Regions from separate parts of the Mus musculus genome. Here region 2 is linked to region 1. Evidence: chromatin contacts called from public Hi-C data. All regions are on one chromosome and are shown on one strand. The core of a region is the stretch at or near the end of the contact, and the rest is flanking DNA. Distances in the headings are between cores, read along the strand shown. Region 1 overlaps Agap1 (ArfGAP with GTPase domain, ankyrin repeat and PH domain 1). Region 2 overlaps Iqca (IQ motif containing with AAA domain).

Region 1 (3,866 bases), core at 162-2,661:
AGTTCTCAACCTGTGGGTTGCAACCCTCTTTGCTAAACCTTTCTCTCCAAAACTATTTACATTACAATTCATAGCAGCAGCAAAATTATGACTATGATAGCAATGAAAATTATTTAATAGTTGGGGCTCAACACAACCTGAGGAACTGTATTAAAAGGTCGCAGCGTTAGGGTCTGAGAACCGCTGCCCTAGAGGCTCCAGATGACGACCAAGGAGTGGGAAGAGCAGGAGCTATGAGCTGAGAATGGCACACAGCCCTGCCATCAGTATACATCAGTATACATCAGTATACAGACTAAAGTACTTAAGACCCATGATAAGACCCAAGTGAAGACAGGATTTAAAAGGGAGCTGCTACGGGAAAAACAGTTGCAAATGCTAACCTAGAGTTGGAAGGCCCATTCTCAAGGTACTATTTTAGATAATTAACTATACTAATATTTATATAAAATAATAAAAATAGTATTTTCAATGTTTGTAACAGCTGTGCTTATAAAGGCCAACAGCCACATGATGGACATGAGTTATACTGTACAGTGACTACTTGAGATAGTCTTTCTTTGTAGCCCAGGCTGGCATCTTTTCAGCAATCCTCCTGCCTACATCTCCCAACTTCTGGGGTCACAAATATGCCAATCCACCTTGCCCCAAAAATATTTTAAAAGCTTAGTCGTTTTGGATAGTAATCATTGCATGATTTATGCTTCTCTCTTGTAAGTCAGCGCCAAAACAAGCCTATTATACCTTTCACCAAAAGGACCTGGTGGAGAGCTATAAGGGGCTCACCTGGGGAACCCCCATAATTAACAAAAAATGACTGCAGACTGTAAATCTTCCAGGGACAAATAGAAGATCCACTAATGTCTCCACTTTAAATTACAGGAGAGTGATCATTAAACTAGCTTATTAATTAAGGAGAAATTAATTACCAAGTTATCCATATAGCTCTGAATGTGTGACTTAGGAATGAAAAAAAGAAAGAAAAATTTCTCACCACAAAAATGGCAAAGTCAGTACATGTTGGAGGCATGTTCTGTCCACCAGCTGTTCATGCAGTGCCTAAGTTTTCAGGAAAGAGAAAGCTATGCCAGAACAGAACAAGAAGGAGGAGGAAACAGAGCAAGGCTGGGAAAAGCTCGGCTGTGAAGAATGGAGGAGTCTGGGCTCCCCTCCCCCCAGCATGGCATAAACTGGTCAAGATGGTGCACAGCTGTAATTCTGGCATTAGGAAGTGGAAGTGAGGCTGTCAGATCATCCCTTGCTACTTGGCGAGCTGAAGGCCAGCCTGTTCTACATGAGACACTGCTTCAAAACCAAGCCAACAAAACGGGAGACGTAGGAGAACGGAGAAGCAGAGGCAGCGCAGGCTCCCGAGTAGCTGGAGGTAATTCCCAAGCCAGGAAACAGCAGTCTGCCATCTGAACACCCTGCTGGGATCCAGCCAAGCTGTGAGGTCATCTAAATGGCAGAGGCACTCGATGCATGCTTTAATGCTTACATGCGTCACCTCACACCCACGGGAATGCAGGAAGGGATGACTGACAGAGGGCTTCAGACAGAAGGCTTAGTACAGATGAGAGGAAGAGAAATGAGAATGAGGACTAGATACTCATTTTCAAGGCTTCGAAATGCAGAGTGTGTGGTTGCCAGCCTGCAGGCAACAAGGAACACCCACACTGGTTCTGAGGATAAGAACACTGGGGTGGCTTGCAGGACTCAGGTGTGCTGTGGGTGTGCTGGGGTGGCTCTGGGCTCCAGAGACTGGCTGCTGTCAGTCTACCCTTCCTGTAGGGTAATGCTCACCAGGCTGGCTGTGCGGCAAGACTCTTATTAAAGGGGGAGCGGTGTCTCACAGCTCAGTGACACTGCTGCTACCCCTAACAGTTTCTATTACAGCATGGGATCCTTCTGTGGTCATGTGACTCTGCAAGGGAGTCCTACTGCCAGAACAGGCTTTAAGTCTCTGCTTGTCACCATTCAAACCTGCTCTCAGCTATTCTCAAGTCTAGTTCCTTCCAACTATCCCGCATGACCACCAGCCCTTCTCATTCATAAACACTAGCTGGCCCAATTGCATCCATGTTCCCTAAAAACCTATCTCTAGACCCTTAGAACAGTTTCCCAACTAGAACAAATACTAAGGAAGAAGGTGGCTTTTCCTGCAACTGAGCCCGGAATATTGAACAGGCATTGTGGACCTCTGGGCCTCTGCTTTTCGAAGTCTTGTCAGTGCAAGCCCTGTGAGAGGCTCTGAACAGAGAGCCACCACTGGGGTCCCCAGGCTACCAGCAAATCAAGGGAGGATGGATTGGTGGCCATGGTGAATGGAGACTCTATGGTGACTTACCTTCCTCCTGAGACCAAGATATCTACATACATCTGACTATGCCCATCTTTCCATCTGCCAGTACCTGTATACCAATAAGTTAGTGTGTGTTTATGTGTCTCAATCATTCAAGAAGGCTTGGTTTTCTTCATTTTTAATACTGGGATGAGACTCAAATTCCTAAACATGCCAGGTAAGGATACTACTGCTGAGCTAGCCCTCAGCCTCGACAATATTTCCATTACTCTCTTTAAAAAAAAAAAAAAAGCCCTCTAATCTAAGACACGTTTAAAAAGCCACACTGTAATTTCTCCTGGCAAGGCCTTTTGAGTTTTTCCTAAAGTAATGAATGGTAGTCTGAACTCTTAATCTGAGATTCAGTTCTTGTCTGTATTCTTTTTATCTCGTTGTATTAAAACAAATTTATCTTCATTTATGTCGCAATTACCTATTAGGGTTGTTAATTTGCTGGAAATGAAGCTATTGTTTAATTGCTCCTATTAATCGGGGATTTAAATGCCGACTGTAATAAACAGTTACCTTCAGGACGGAGCAAAGTCAAGGCTGGGGACATTAATTTCAGAATTTTAGAACGAGGGGAAATTTCTGCATCCAGGGCCACTGGATTTCCTGTTCACAGAAACAAGTGGAAGAATACTGAATACTCACAAGAGAGATTCATGGGGTCAATACAGTCTGTTTGCTTCTTTTTACACGTGTAACAAATTGTCATGTAAAATAACTGATTGTGACAAAGGGATAGGAGAGCAAGCTACAGGAAACACGCCCATCCCCCCCCCCTTCTCATGTCTCTACAGCACAAGGCTCCTAAAAGTTTTATCTCAATGTAGGTAACTGGAAATGGGCATGTGTGGTCATCCTGAGCATCACTGTACCAGCGGGGATGGATGGTACTGCAGACAGGCCACCTGGGTGCTAGCTGAAGAGGGACAAGGTAAGCATTCACTGCTCTGAAAATGAGTCTTGCCTCGCCATTTCCCAGCTGGGACTGCCTTTGGCTGGTTCTATCTCAGCCAAGATGGATGTGGATGGAGCTTCAGTGGGCAGAGCCCTGTACAGCGCTCTTCTCCAACACTTGCCAGAAAAGGGTGCTTGCCAAGCAAGCAGACTCATGGGCGTCCTTTAGGGTAACATCTCAGGCCCTAGTCTGTTCCCTGTGCAGAGAAAATAAGGTCTGCAGTCAGGGGCGCACTTAGATGCTGGTGGGTCCTCCAGCTGTTCCCCCAGTTGTCTTCCTCAGCATCTCAGCTGACTGACATCTGCACCCCCTTTTCTCACACAACCACCACACCCCTGAATGTCTGCAAATCCTAATTGGTTTTGTCAGGATTCTTCTCTAACCCTGGACTTTCAATCTCCCACGCCTTCTGCTTTCCTTAGCTTCCTCGGCTCAGCGAACCTTGGCTTTGGTCAGAAAGCTGCCCTTCTACCATACTGAGCAGCAGGGCCCGAGTGACACCCTTCCCTGGGCTTTCACTGGTCTGAACTCAAGTGCGAGCACAGCCTTTCTAACCCTCCC
Region 2 (3,983 bases), core at 805-3,304, 400 kb before region 1:
TGTCTTCTAGACTCTGTCCCAGCATGCTTCAGCAGCCTGTCTTGTCCCCTGCACTCCTGCCAAGGCCACCAGTGACATCCTAGCTGCTCAGCTTCCTGGCCATCGTAGCCAACAGCCAAGTGTTCCATCTTGCACCTGCATCCAGGATGGCTTGCCCTCCCAGACCCCATTTTCCTTCATCATTGGTTTCCTGGAATGGTCCTTGAGCTCTGTCCCAGCCATAGTCTATCCAACCCTTCTCTCCTCTTGCAGATCCTTCCACACCATTCTTGGATAATCTCCCTCCTGGACCATTGGTCTTTTCTGATGTCGGGTACCCTCAAGCTCACAGTGGCCCATGCTGACCTCATCATTTCCTCCTTCATCGGGTCCCCTCTAAGCTTACTGTCCTCTTGGTCATTCCATATCTACTTCTTGTATGTATGGCCAACTCTATGCCCCTGAGTCCATTCCAGCCTTCCCAGGCATGCACCGCTTCTGTCTTGCCTGCTCTCTTTAGAAGCCTCTATTCCCCTCCCACCTTGTCCTTCCCAGTGTCCTTCAGCCATTCCCACTGCCCCCAGAGCCAAGGTGGCCCAAGTCTGAGCTTAGTGCCAACTACGGCAGTCCTCACACACTGACCTTAACACAGATAGAATCTTGAAGTCTTCTCAGGGTATCCATGGCTTCTAACATATAAACAAATTCCATCACATGGCTCCAGCCTCTGGCCCCTTTGCGACCACCCTAAAAAACCTTTGCACTATGTGTCATTCCCAGTGCCCAAGAGCCTGGCTCCCACTCAGAGCAGCACAGGTATTTTCTCCTTCTGTCTGGGAACCTCAAAGCTCTGTCTGCTTCCATCTGTGCCTACAGTCTTCATCTCCCTTGTCCCTACCACCCTACAGTTATGAGACACCCTCTGCTGTCCTTGAACCACCTGCAGATTCATAGCTGCCCTCTCCTGCTTTCCCAGATCCTTGAGGTCCTAGCTCCTAGAAACTGGCCCCTACATTACTGATCTTTATGGTCCAGCCACTCCACACAGTGCCTCAGAACTTCTCTGCCCCCAGCCTCTAAAGGAAGGAAGAGAACATAATTTTCATTCCTAAATCCAGGCCAAAACTGAGAAAGCAACTCCCTCTCGCCCCCATGTCTTCACCCACCATGAAAAGCAGCCTCCGTTCCTCTAATCCTGCCTCACCGCCTAGTGATCCAGGCCTCTCCTCTCTGCCCAGCACTGCACAGGAAGGCCTGTGACCACCTCCCAGCTTCCCCACAGAAAGGACAGGAGAATTCATGCTCCCAGGACCAAGAGATTCATTCTCCCAGGAGCAAGGTGATTATTTCTCAATCACCTTTCTGCTAGGCTGCAAGAAGAGAGGACAATGAAAGTAGACAGGAAGTGAGGGGAGAAGTTATGGGGAGGGGGGAGTCATGGGGGGAAAGGCGGGAATGATGGGAGGGGCAGAAGTATGGAGTAATCTGCTCAAACTATAGATATGTATTTTACATATGTATGAAAATAGCCTCAAATAACCACCTGTAATCATAACTTTTAAAATTTAAAAGCTCTGATGCCAGATGGTGCCCAGGCACTTAAGTGTCATTTCTCAGCCAGGGCATCACTATCTAGAGCAGTGACTCTCAACCTTCCCAATGCTGTGGCCCTTTAATACAGTTCCTCATGTTGTGGTGACCCCTAACCATACAGTTACTTTTGTTGCTATTTCATAGCTGTCATTTAATTTCGCTACCGTCATGAATCATAATGTAAATGTCTATGTTTTCTCATGGTCATAGGAGGCCCCTGGGAAAGGGTAGTGTAACACCCCCCCCCCAGAGGGGTCATGACCCACAGGTTGAAAGCCACTGGTCTAGAGTCTCCAGTGTCAACCCAAGGAAAGGGAGAATGCTGTGGGGAGAGGAGGCTGCAGTATTCTGGCTCCTCTTGCTCCCTAGTGTACCTCCCACAGATTATCACAGGCACACATGGCAGGAGTTAAATTCTAAGCACCAGTTGGCAGCCAGCATTCCCTGATACTGTCTCCTTCTAACCGTCCTTTCTCATGGCTTCCCAGCCAGGACTGGCACTGTTCACAGGGAGCCTACACCCTGTACTGTTTCTGCGCCTCTCTCTGAGTCCTCACCACCCAGCAAAGAGTTGGCGCCCAAACATGACATATTCCACACTGCAGGTCTGGAGGAGGATGGCTGGCTCCAGCCGCTCTCTCTGCAGTGTGTGTGCTGCCTCCCCTAGAGACCCATAGAATACTGAAGGTGGAGAGTCATCTAAGCTGCTCTGACATCTCTGGGTGCTGATTTCATTAAATAAAAGATATAGATGAGGGAGAGAGAAGCAGAGAGGGTGTCCCTTCATCCTGTGGCATGTATCTGCCCCAAGGGTGGCAGCTGCAAGGCAAGTGGCTGGTTTGTGATGGTCACTCCTCAGATTGAGTGGGTTGAGACTTTTTTCCAGCCCCCCACCAGGCAGCCTCACCTCCACTAGCAGCCGTGCGAAGATACATCAGAGTTCCAGAGGATGGCAGTGGCGGGCGTGGGATTTGGAAAGAAGGGTGAGGCATGAGAAGGGCCAGGCCAGACACGGCTGTTTTAATCTGTTACTAGCACAATCTGAAGGGCTGTGTGTGCATGGGTGTGTGTGGCATGTGTATGTGTGTGCATGTGCATGTTCCTGTGCCTATGCCTATGCATGTGCACACATGTGTGTACGTGCACAAGTGCATGTGCATGTATGTGTGTGCATGTATGAACTTATGCCTGTACCTGTGCATGTGTATGTGTGTGTGTGTGTGTATCTGTGTCTGTGTCTGTGTGTCTCTGTGTGTGAATGTAATTACCTGTGCATGTGTGTGGAGCCAGAGGTCAGTATTATTTGTCTTCCTCAATCATTCACCACCTTACTTTTTCAAGACAAGTTCTCTCACTGGAACCGGATCTGCCTGCTTTGGCTGGCAGCAAGCCCTAGGGATCCTTCCGTGTCTAGCTCCCAGCACTGGGACACATATACCACTCATTGTACTGGCTTCTTACCTAGGGCTGGGGATCCACGCTCAGGTCCTCATGCTTGCGTAGCACGCCTTTGTTAACCGAGCCATCTCCCCCAGCTCCTTGACTGAACTTTTTGTTCTCTTTTTCTCTGGCAATCAAAATCTGGGAAAGGGAAAAAAATGTCTCTTCGAATTCTAGTGCCAAAAATATACCACAGGAGGCTAAGCCAAAACAAAGCACCCCTCATGAAGGTTGCCCCAAATTCAGAGGTCACAGTGGTTTGGGGTAGGGCTCAGTAGAAGAACCATGAAGAAAGAGAGCTAGGCTCGTAGCAGCAGAGAGTGTTTGGGTCCTCATCCTCCGTGCATTCACCTCCAGAGCCCTGGTCCTCCCCTGAGACAGAGATTCGGGAACTGTCCAGTTCTGTGTAGAACAGACAGGGAACCACAACAAGCAGCTCGCCCCTGCTTCCCACACCGTGGTGGCCTCCGTCCTGCCTCTGCCATTTTGGAGCTGTGTAGCTCAGATCACTTCTGGCCCTCAGTGACCCCCGTCTATAAATGGGGGAGGGGGTTAATGGGGCACACTCTGTGGGACTGAGTTGAGGAGATCACAGGCATCTGAAACCCAGAGAGGCCCCTACGAGGGGTGGCTGCATCACATGCACGCTGGCTCTGGCATGTACAGTGCCTGTGCCCTGTGCCTGGCACAAAGTGGCCCCACTGCTCCTTGCTGGACCACCCTCAGTTACAGCCCACACCATCTGAGGCCTGGGGTTTAAGAATAAGACTTGAATTCTCAAACTCTATGACCCAAGGTCTAAAAGCCTAATATAATAGTTCCCCAACTGTGTGGGCTCCTAAAGTTTGCTGAGTGTCCTCATGTGTTGGGGAAAATGGATGCATGTGATGTAGGTGTTGGATTGCGTTCAGTCAACATTACTTTGTTTCTGAAGACACATAATCTGTTTTCTCACTTGGCACATAATGCCA

The links. Hi-C and Micro-C count contacts between places; a contact is called where the count stands out from the background.
Region 2: a Hi-C map of cerebral cortex shows a contact between it and region 1, with 5 times the contacts expected there. The contact joins two enhancer-like sites. A contact is called at or near these places in 1 of 15 datasets of contacts at CTCF or cohesin (the NIH/3T3 cell line), 26 of 484 Hi-C or Micro-C datasets (3T3-L1-derived adipocytes, B cells, the Ba/F3 cell line and 20 more), 3 of 115 datasets of contacts at active chromatin or transcription factors (astrocytes, embryonic basal ganglia and embryonic forebrain) and 1 of 9 other capture datasets (embryonic stem cells).

What each region holds. Positions count from the first base shown.
Region 1 is chr1:89,654,431-89,658,296 of GRCm38.p6, reverse strand. The region is part of intron 6 of Agap1 (ArfGAP with GTPase domain, ankyrin repeat and PH domain 1); the gene reads right to left. Among named protein-coding and RNA genes, the nearest start is that of 4933400F21Rik, 28 kb to the left of the region's middle. Within about 2 kb of position 1,411, at least 56 of the 459 cell types and tissues checked have an H3K27ac peak or open chromatin away from gene starts, as enhancers often do. A contact at or near this core is called in cerebral cortex, where this site is marked.
Region 2 is chr1:90,053,277-90,057,259 of GRCm38.p6, reverse strand. All of the region lies in intron 15 of Iqca (IQ motif containing with AAA domain), which reads left to right. Among named protein-coding and RNA genes, the nearest start is that of Asb18, 41 kb to the right of the region's middle. Within about 2 kb of position 2,054, at least 12 of the 459 cell types and tissues checked have an H3K27ac peak or open chromatin away from gene starts, as enhancers often do. A contact at or near this core is called in cerebral cortex, where this site is marked.